Linked DNA regions of Mus musculus: region 1 is linked to region 2. A link is a contact called in public Hi-C data. All regions are on one chromosome and are shown on one strand. Each heading gives the region's core, a stretch centred on a gene start, on an enhancer-like site or on the middle of the called end of the contact. The rest is flanking DNA. Distances are from core to core; before and after follow the strand shown.

The links. Hi-C and Micro-C count contacts between places; a contact is called where the count stands out from the background.
Region 1: a contact with region 2 is called in a Hi-C map of the C2C12 cell line, with 1.9 times the contacts expected there. The contact joins two enhancer-like sites. A contact is called at or near these places in 1 of 15 datasets of contacts at CTCF or cohesin (the NIH/3T3 cell line), 5 of 484 Hi-C or Micro-C datasets (the C2C12 cell line, the HPC-7 cell line, cumulus cells and 2 more) and 1 of 115 datasets of contacts at active chromatin or transcription factors (the 230-238 cell line).

What each region holds. Positions count from the first base shown.
Region 1 is chr17:45,030,514-45,035,206 of GRCm38.p6, reverse strand. Supt3 (SPT3, SAGA and STAGA complex component) reads right to left here. Exons shown (of 12, transcript NM_178652.3): 7 at 1,894-1,969. Among named protein-coding and RNA genes, the nearest start is that of Gm35097, 110 kb to the left of the region's middle. Within about 2 kb of position 1,401, at least 32 of the 459 cell types and tissues checked have an H3K27ac peak or open chromatin away from gene starts, as enhancers often do. A contact at or near this core is called in the C2C12 cell line and the NIH/3T3 cell line, where this site is marked.
Region 2 is chr17:44,795,585-44,799,844 of GRCm38.p6, reverse strand. All of the region lies in intron 2 of Supt3 (SPT3, SAGA and STAGA complex component), which reads right to left. It also overlaps a transcript of Runx2 not described here. Among named protein-coding and RNA genes, the nearest start is that of Supt3, 21 kb to the right of the region's middle. Within about 2 kb of position 2,249, at least 17 of the 459 cell types and tissues checked have an H3K27ac peak or open chromatin away from gene starts, as enhancers often do. A contact at or near this core is called in the C2C12 cell line and the NIH/3T3 cell line, where this site is marked.

The sequences.
Region 1 (4,693 bases), core at 152-2,651, 240 kb before region 2:
TTTTAAGGTAAGAAAAGGATTATTATTAGTTTTCAGCCCCACCCCATAAGGGAGAGAATTAGCAATGTCTTTGCAAGAGTGTGAGCACTCACTGTAGAGATGTGAGTCCCCACTGTTTCCCCAGAAAATAAAATGCCTGCTGTTAACAGACTCACCATGGCAATAGTAAATAAACAAATGACTAAAAAAAATATTTTTAGTGAAATGCTAGAGTCTATTCTTTACATTTTTTAAACACCTGTTTGTCTGTGAGGGGTATGGCAGTATGTGTACATGTGCCCCAGTGTGCTCATGGAGGTCACTCAGTGTGCATAGCACCACTGATCTCAGAAACTGCCATGAACAGATACTTAAGAAGGCAAGTCACAGTTCCCACATCCTGGGAATTCATCAGGAGGAGAAGACTGCCCAGAGCCGCACTCTCCACCTGCACAGGGATGCCTCCTGTTGTAGGAACAGAGTCTCCCGCCCAGGTTCCATGATGAAGCTCTCATGGACACTATATGATATTCTTAAATGACAAAATCTTTTAATCCCACAGAAAAGAAAATTATACATAATATGCTACATATTCTGTAATTTTATCAGACGGAGAAACTATTACGTTCCATCCACAATAGTTTTTCTTTGTGAATAACACAACAGAAAAGAAATAACAAAATCCAGTTTTCAAACAAAAGATGCAAGACAAGACCAAGACCATCAGTTGCAATGTGCAACAGCACTTCCATTTTTTCTTGTGAATTTAGTTTAAAATATGATTTAAAAAATTGTTCAACTGCACTAAATGCTACTTTATGAACTGGAGATTTATGCTTATAAAATACTTGAATGCCGTATTTAAACCCCAAAATTACCATACAAAACCCTCTCATTTGCTGAAATTGCCATGATCTGAAGTGTCATTTACTTAATGCTTCACAGATGTCCTATGCCAAGTTGTTAGTCAGATTGGAAAATATATTTTTTTTTTAGAAAAAAATCTTACAAAACACGTTTTCTTATATTCTACTGATGCTTGCATGGGGCAGTGCGATTTGAAATGTGTCATTTATCTGCACTTCATGATCTAAAAGGCTGTTCTCATTTTCTTTTTCCAAATCAAATACATGGTTATCGTGACCACACAGTTGCTTTTCATTTAAAGACATCATTGTTTCTATAACTTCTCAGATGAGGGTCATGTGTGACTGTGTCATAGCTTTAAATGTACTCTTCATTGCCCTTTCTTTTGACCTTTACCGCAAGAGCCCTAGTCATCGCAGGGCTGATGCAGTCTGGCCCATGGTTAGGGTCGCAAGTGCTTTTCCCAGCTGCTGTTGAGGGAGGGAAGACCCTGGTTTCACTGTGAAGTGAGGTCACTCCCGTGGCAGAAGCACTGACTCATGGCTCTGGCTAGCACTTAGCGCATGCTGCAGTAGGAGGCTGAGGACAACGGGAAGTGCATGACTGAGAAGCCACTGTGTGGGAACATGAGTGTGCATAAAAGCGAGGATGGGGCTTACAGTGAACATTGGAGGCTTTTAAATGTCATGACTACTAATGTCACTATGGGTCAAGTGCAGTCAGCAATACTGTATTTCAGTAAGTAAGCATGACCAGGAAATGGGAAAGTAAGAAAAAAGTGACTGTTCTGATTACAGAGGCTGTAAGAATAGTTCCATGGCTGCCTCTGTGTGCATATGCTTCAACTTTCTGACCACCATTAACTGTGTAGCAGGAGAGTACAGTGAGGTCTTCAGGCTCCCCTGCACAGACACTGTTTCTGTAATGACCGTAAGGGTGCATGCACTGAATACACTAGTTTCTAAGAAACAGAGAGCATGTCACAATCTAGCACACCTGGAACACAATTCCTCACACATCTGTTAGTGACGTAAAATGTGTACTCACAGAAACTTAACTGTCGGCTTTCACAGAATTCTGCATATTGAGCTGAATCCATAGTACGAGTCTGTCTTTCTGCTCTCTAATGGAAAATAAATAAATAAATAAATCAACCAACCAACCAACCCCAAGTTTTTAAAGAAGTAGACTCTTAACATACATTTCCAGAGTAGATATTTAGGCTTTTTGTACCATTTTCTTGATCTAAGAGAGCAGTCAAGTCTGGTGACAGACATGAAATATGTTACATAACCATGACAAATAATCAGAGCTGTGCTGGGGCTGGGGCTGGAGCCAGAGTCCATGGCAGACAGTGTACCATCCTTCCAGAGGACCTGAATTTGGTTCCCAGTGCTCACATCTGGTGAATCACAATCAACTGTAATTCCAGCTCCAAGGGATCAGAGGCCCTCTTCTGGCCTCCGCTGGCTCCGTGTTCATGTACACACACATGTAATTGAAAAGAAAATACAAAAATACAAAGTAAAAGCTGGCAGTTGTGAAGTTTATTTCTTTTGGAAATAAAGCTTACAATACTTTCTGCTCTGTTGCTATTAAAGTTAAAACTCAAGGACTTGCTTACTTAGCCAACACACATCTAATGTGTTCTATTTATCCCATCCTTTAAAAACAAAAGCAAACACTGTGGGGAGGAGAAGGCAGACATCGAAACCATTATTAACTATTTATCTGCTTTACAGTGTGGTGTGGCGACATGAAAACAGGAGTCAATGCCTGAGATCCATATATCCCCCTCAGAACACAGTGCCAGAGTTAACAGTCTTCTCAATTACAAAGAAAATAAGGGGAAAGGTAAACACAACACAGCTCCTTTAATCTGCGTCCACAGATGATTCACAGCTTGGGCTAGCTGCACTCGTGGCTTTCCTGATCCAGGCCAGCAGATGTTTGCTCCTACACTGTCTCACAGAGGTAGCATAATTATACTTCACCCATGGTTTGGTGGCAAAGGCTACGACCGCTTCCGCTTCCTTGGTAAGGGAAGCAGTTTGAGATGACACAGCCTGGTACTTCTTGGAAGGGGAGTCTGACTAGTACCAGCAAAAGAAAAAAGAAAAAAAAATCCCTGAGATTTTAGTTTTTCTGCAGTGGAAGGACTTTCTCACGTTCTTTCTCACAGCTGTGGATAGATATCATCAACATAGTATTTCTAATGGCCATGCATTTTTCCTTTCTTGTCTGATGTGAGTTGCATTGTCGGTTTACAGGCTTGTCACCTGAGGTGCTTCTCAGGGCAGAAAAGACAAATGAGGCAAGGGCAAGGAAAAAGGGAGCACCTACTGCTGGGGATCCTTAAGAACATGGTTCTTCTTGACTCCGCCTCCTCTCCTCTTCTACCTTTTGATCCCTCTTCTCCTTTCTTCCTTTCTCTCCAAAACATATCCTCACAAACACATGGACACAAATCTAGACTTTTCTTGATCATTTGCCTGCTTGATTAAAGTGTAATTTCTGAGTATACATCAGCAAGTATTTTACATAGGTAACATGCAAACATGCACACACACACACACACACACACACACACACACACACACACCTCTATGTGTGATTTAGTTTCTCATATCTACCTATTTATTCGCATGAAGTGTGTGTATGGGGTGTGTGCTGGCACATACATGTCTGTAGCCATCAGCCAACAACTTTGGGTGCTGGTCTCAGGTGTCTTCCACCTTTAGTTTGTGAGAGTTATCTTCCGGAACTTCCCTACACAGTTCTGGCTGGCTGACCTAGGAGCTTGCAGGGATTTGCCTGTTGCTACCTCCCATCCTCCCATCCTGCCCATGCTGGGATTACTGGCACACCCAACCAGGCCCAGATTTTCCCTGGGTATTGGGGATTTGAATGCAGGTCCTTAGACTTGCATGGCAGTAACTTGCCAAATGAGCTATCTTCCTAGCCACTGGCCTCTTGTTTTACTGTGATATGACTCAATCAATAACTGTTTGCTGGTGGAAAATAAAAAGCAAACATGTGTTTTCATGTTCTAAACAAACATAGTAGGTTACTGATGTGTTTATTTAAACACATATCATACTGATAACACTGTATCATTCATATGTATTTATGTAAGCATGTGCTTGTGTGCTTCTGTGTGTGATTATGGTGAGAACCTGTCACATTTGAATTTTTAAGTCCTGGAAACATAGCTGGCACATAGTAAACAAGCAATGGGCAGTGTGAGTGAACAAATGCAACTCTTCTATTCCAGAGGGCAGGGACGTACCCAGCCCTCAGTAGCAGGACTCCTACACTCTCTGCTTTGCTACCCTGGAGCCAGCCACCATATCCCAACACAGGACTAGACAGAAAGCACTCAGACAAAGACATAACAGTCCTAAAGGAATTACTCATATTTTTCTTCTAACTAATACTTTTCTTCTTGCCCACAATCAAGATTTGGCTTTGGTATCTATGCTAAGATAGTTGGTGTGTATGCAATTAGGACTTCTAGCCTTTTAAATTAAGGAGAACTTATCCTAAGAGATTAAGGTTGCCAGGGTGGCCAGCTTTAACTAAATGAAGTGTGTGGCAGCTGGGAGATTTTGTCCTTGCAAAGCCTATCATCCCAGGCCATTTCAAAGACACAGACATGTGAAGGGCTTCATGTCATTACAGCTAGCCTCTTACTTCCCGACACCCTCTCCTCTGCCTCTTCCTTTTGTGCAGCTCATCTTTAGTTCTTTTCAGTTCCTTTAACATCTAACTTCTGAGCTGTGCAGCATTAGGATGCTGGCCCTAGGGCACCCACAGGAAGCCATTATCAGTGCTAGCACACAGGCAC
Region 2 (4,260 bases), core at 1,000-3,499:
GCCTTCCCTTTGAATGGCATCTGGTAGAGCTGTGTAAGCAATCAGGTGGTTAGTAATTTTATGACGTTCTGGTCAATGCCTTGTAAGAGACTACAAGGAAGGGGATGTTTACCACACATTTAACAATCACTGAGAATTAAGAGTTAATTAATTAAGTATTAAGCAAGTTAGTACTTTGGGCACAGAAACTGTATCTAAACCAGTACTTGTTTTTGACTAGAAAGGCTCAAGGAGAAAAAGAAAGAAAGAAAAAGAAAATACTGACTCTGTAAGGTGAGCCTAAGACAAAAAAGAATACCTGGAAAGAGAAAATAGGAGCACTTCAGAAATAAGCAATGGCATGAGCCCACATGGAGAGCCAACAGGGAGACAGTGAGCCAAACAGAAGATCTGAAACCTTAAACCTCCCTACACATGAGGCTGTAACAGGATAGCTCAGCTCTCACCATGTCCTATTCTCTACTCAAGCTTTATCCTTACAGGCTTAGACACCTCTCCCGGAAGCCCTGAGTCAGAACTCAACAAACCTGATAAGTCTGACAAAAGAATTACATATAAAGATGCTTCTGAGAACAGGAGACAGAGAAACTACCCATTTACCTGTGCTGTACCCCACGGACATTTTAAGGTAAAAAGGTGACACAAGCTGTCAAAACTATCAGACATTCTCAAAGAGTATTAGATGTAAATATAATCAAGTACTACAAGAAAATCCAAATGTACATTCATGAGACTATATATAAAAGAACACGCCTGGTATCTTTAAAAGGCAGGGTAGGCTATGAATGGTCAAACTTTTTACCAAAGCACAAAACTGTAAAATTGGTTAGAGGCCAACAGTTTTAGAGGCTCAACTTTATGAAATTTTGCTCATTAAAAATCATTTGAATGTTACTGTATTCATTTTTCAAGCTCAGTGGAACATTTTGTCATGTCCCTTATCACAAAAAATAAGTAAACATTATACATAGCCAATCATATATATTTTTGATTTAACATCATTTACTTTAGACATTACTCATAAAACTAGAAATAATCAATTATAAAAATACATTCATAGAAGTCTAAAACCCTTTTTCACTTTAGGAATCAGTAGTTTCAAACATTTCCTTATGAGTCTGTTCAAACAGCAAATTTTAAGATGCACGTAGCATCTCAAACAGACACGGAGAAGCAGCTCTCGCTGCCGAGAGAATGAAGGAAAGGACTTCTCCATGTTGGTGATGAAATTCCTATAGCTCCACTGAGCACAATTTGAAAGCACCAATTTTATGATCAGACTTGCCACCAACACCTTTAAAAATAAATGTTTCTACTTAATAGTGCTATTTCCCCAGTTCAAAGTCAGAGATCTTACTGATTCAACCAAATATGTGGATCTTATATTTACTGTAGACATATAGTTAATGACACTGGTTGCTGAGTACATAACAGGGTCCCATAGGTTTCCATGGAAGGAATGTTCTCAGGCCTCACCTCCAAAACATGGGACAATCCTAACACCCAACCCATAGTTCATGGACTAGGTCTGTTGTGCTGAGGCAGTGCACAGTGCTGTGCTTTCCTGCTGCTGTTGGAAGGAAGAACAGAAATGCATATTTAAAGTCCCTCACCAGCGCTGCAGGCCTGGCTACTACTTTAGGACTTCACTTTGATTTCCTTCCCTGCCCTATCCTATTGTGTTATAATCTTGCTGTAAACAGCCCTGACAGATGCCTCAAATCTTTTTTGGAATTAAGATACAAATGATAAAACTCATTGCTCAATCTAATACCATTAGCTTCTCATTGGGCTAGAACACTGGTTCTCAACCTATGGGTTGAGACCCCTTTCACAGGGGGTCACCTAAGACCAACAGAAAACAGAGATATTTAAAGTTCATAACAGTAGCAAAATTACAGTTATGAGGCAGCAACAAAAAATAAATTTGTTTGGGAGTCACCGCATCATGCAGAACTGTATTAAAGGGTCACTACATTAGGGAGATTAAGAACACTGCTCTAAGATAAAGACCTTGGGCTTTCTCCTTTAACTAGTTTGTAAAAGTATCTTTTATTCTGCTGAGTTAATTGTCATCTAGGTGGCTTACTGCCTCCCTCTGCTAACCTAGGCCTAGTCCTAGAAGCTTCTAGGCTCTGAGTAATCTATTCTAGGCCTAGAATGTTCTCAGCCTCTAAGACTTACTGCTATTCAGCTTATGCAAGCTCACCTTCTCTTTTGCTTTCTGAACTCTGGCTAGCTGATCAACTCAGCTGTTCTGGCTCAAAACCCCTCTCCACGCTGACTGACTCATGCTGGCTTATCCTGAATTGCTCAGCTTGACCTCGAACTGACTCCAGCCATCTGTTCTAATCTTCTAGCTACTTCGAATTCTCTTGTTTGTTTTGTCTTTATCTGTATCAAGTTTGTTCTCTCTCCAAACTGTCTCTGTAAAACTCTCCAGGTAAAACTGCCTCCTTCTTTTTAGCACAGGAGAGTTGGGCACTTCCTATTCTGTCACACCTTTCTCTGACCTTGTCTGCCACTCAGTCATCACTTTCAAGAAGGGTGCTTCCTTCTACAAACTAACATTACCTTTGCTGTTTGGGATTAAAGGTGTGTACTAAAGGGCCTGTCTGAATTCCAGCCAGAGAGATTAAAGGTGGGTGTGCTAAGGCTGAGCCACACCATAACTAGAAACAGTTTTTTTCAGTAAATAACACAATCTTGGGGCTCACAGTGTAATCAAATACTCTGCAACACTAGTTCACTATTCCCATGAGCCTCTAAGACCTAACAAGCTAACCTGTGCAATGTCTGACTGATTTGTTACTCTCCTTCATTCCTGGTGCCACTGTCTCTCCCCCAGCCAATCCAACTTCCATGGTGCTACTTACATATTCTCCTCAGTCAAGGTCAATGCACATCAAACCTGTCACTTGGCAAACACCTTAGAAAGGTTTCCTATGCCCAGACAAAAGATTAAATTCCCTAGTCATCCATTCAGTTTGCCACATTCCAATACTGACCACCAGTCTGACAGTATTTTCTACAAGCGCATTTCCTTCAGCTACATTCAAGCTACCTGAAGCTCACTCCTAGTGCTCTCCTTCACTTGTGGTGCTCCTTCCTTGTGCTGTCACCCTCCCCTAGGTTTCTGAAGGTTTAAACAGTACCTATCTAAAGAAAGATCAAATGGTATTATTTTCATAAGATTCCTCCTCGCAGCTGAAAACCCTCTCAGCCTCCTCTGTCTTACCGCGGGAGAACATCAGTAACCTTTCTTTACATACTTATGTTCTCAATCGCCGGCCATTCTGCGTCCACCTGTGGGGAAGACCCTACTTACACACGTGTGTTTAATTACTAGTTGGTGAGTCCAGAACTGAAGCTGCAGAATCCACTTGTCTCCTACTGTATTCGGAGAAAGCCTTTTAAAGGAGCTGACTGGCGAGGAAAAAGAGTTGATAATGTAATAAAAACCTCACCCTCTCGAGCAGCCACAGATGCCTTGTGATGAGGCAGAGCTTAGAGTACACTATGTTTCACACTCCATGAAGACAGAAATATACTTAATGGTGTGCACCTGCCTCCCACATACCAAGCCAGGATTGTACAAATTAGAGATTGTGAATTCAAATTCTACCCAGGCGACTTAAAACCCATGTTTTCTGTGTAAATCTTTAATGTCTCTGTACCTAAGTACATATCTATAAAGTAAGAAAGGCAAAAATTGCCTCATGCAATAATCAACGACCACAAGACACATAAAACACATCCGTACTGTATCAGCAACATAAGCACACAAGAATCCCCATGCCCCTGCCTCTTAGATATCACCTAGCCTCATGCCTGCAGAACACGGGAACTCAGCAAAATATATTGAATGTGGGTGGCTAGACGAATAACAATTACTTAAATAAGAAAAAAGACTTAAAACAAATGTGATAAGTTACAGGAAAACAGAACATGCTAAAGAAATTATATAAGAAAAGAAGAAAATACTTTTAAAAGGACAACTATAGTTGCAAACAAAGAAGAGTGGTAGGCACAGTGTACAATTTAAAAAAAACAAACAAACACATTTTCAATTTAAAAAAACTCACAAAATCTGAGTTTATGATCAAAGAAGCTAATATTAAAGAATTAATCATTATATTAGGTAGATAATGTGATAACACTCAGTAGTTTAGGGTTAATACAGATAAATTAACCTACAGTGAACAACTGCGTTTTTAAATAAAGTCTATTTCACTGATTTATTTACACTTATGAAATGTC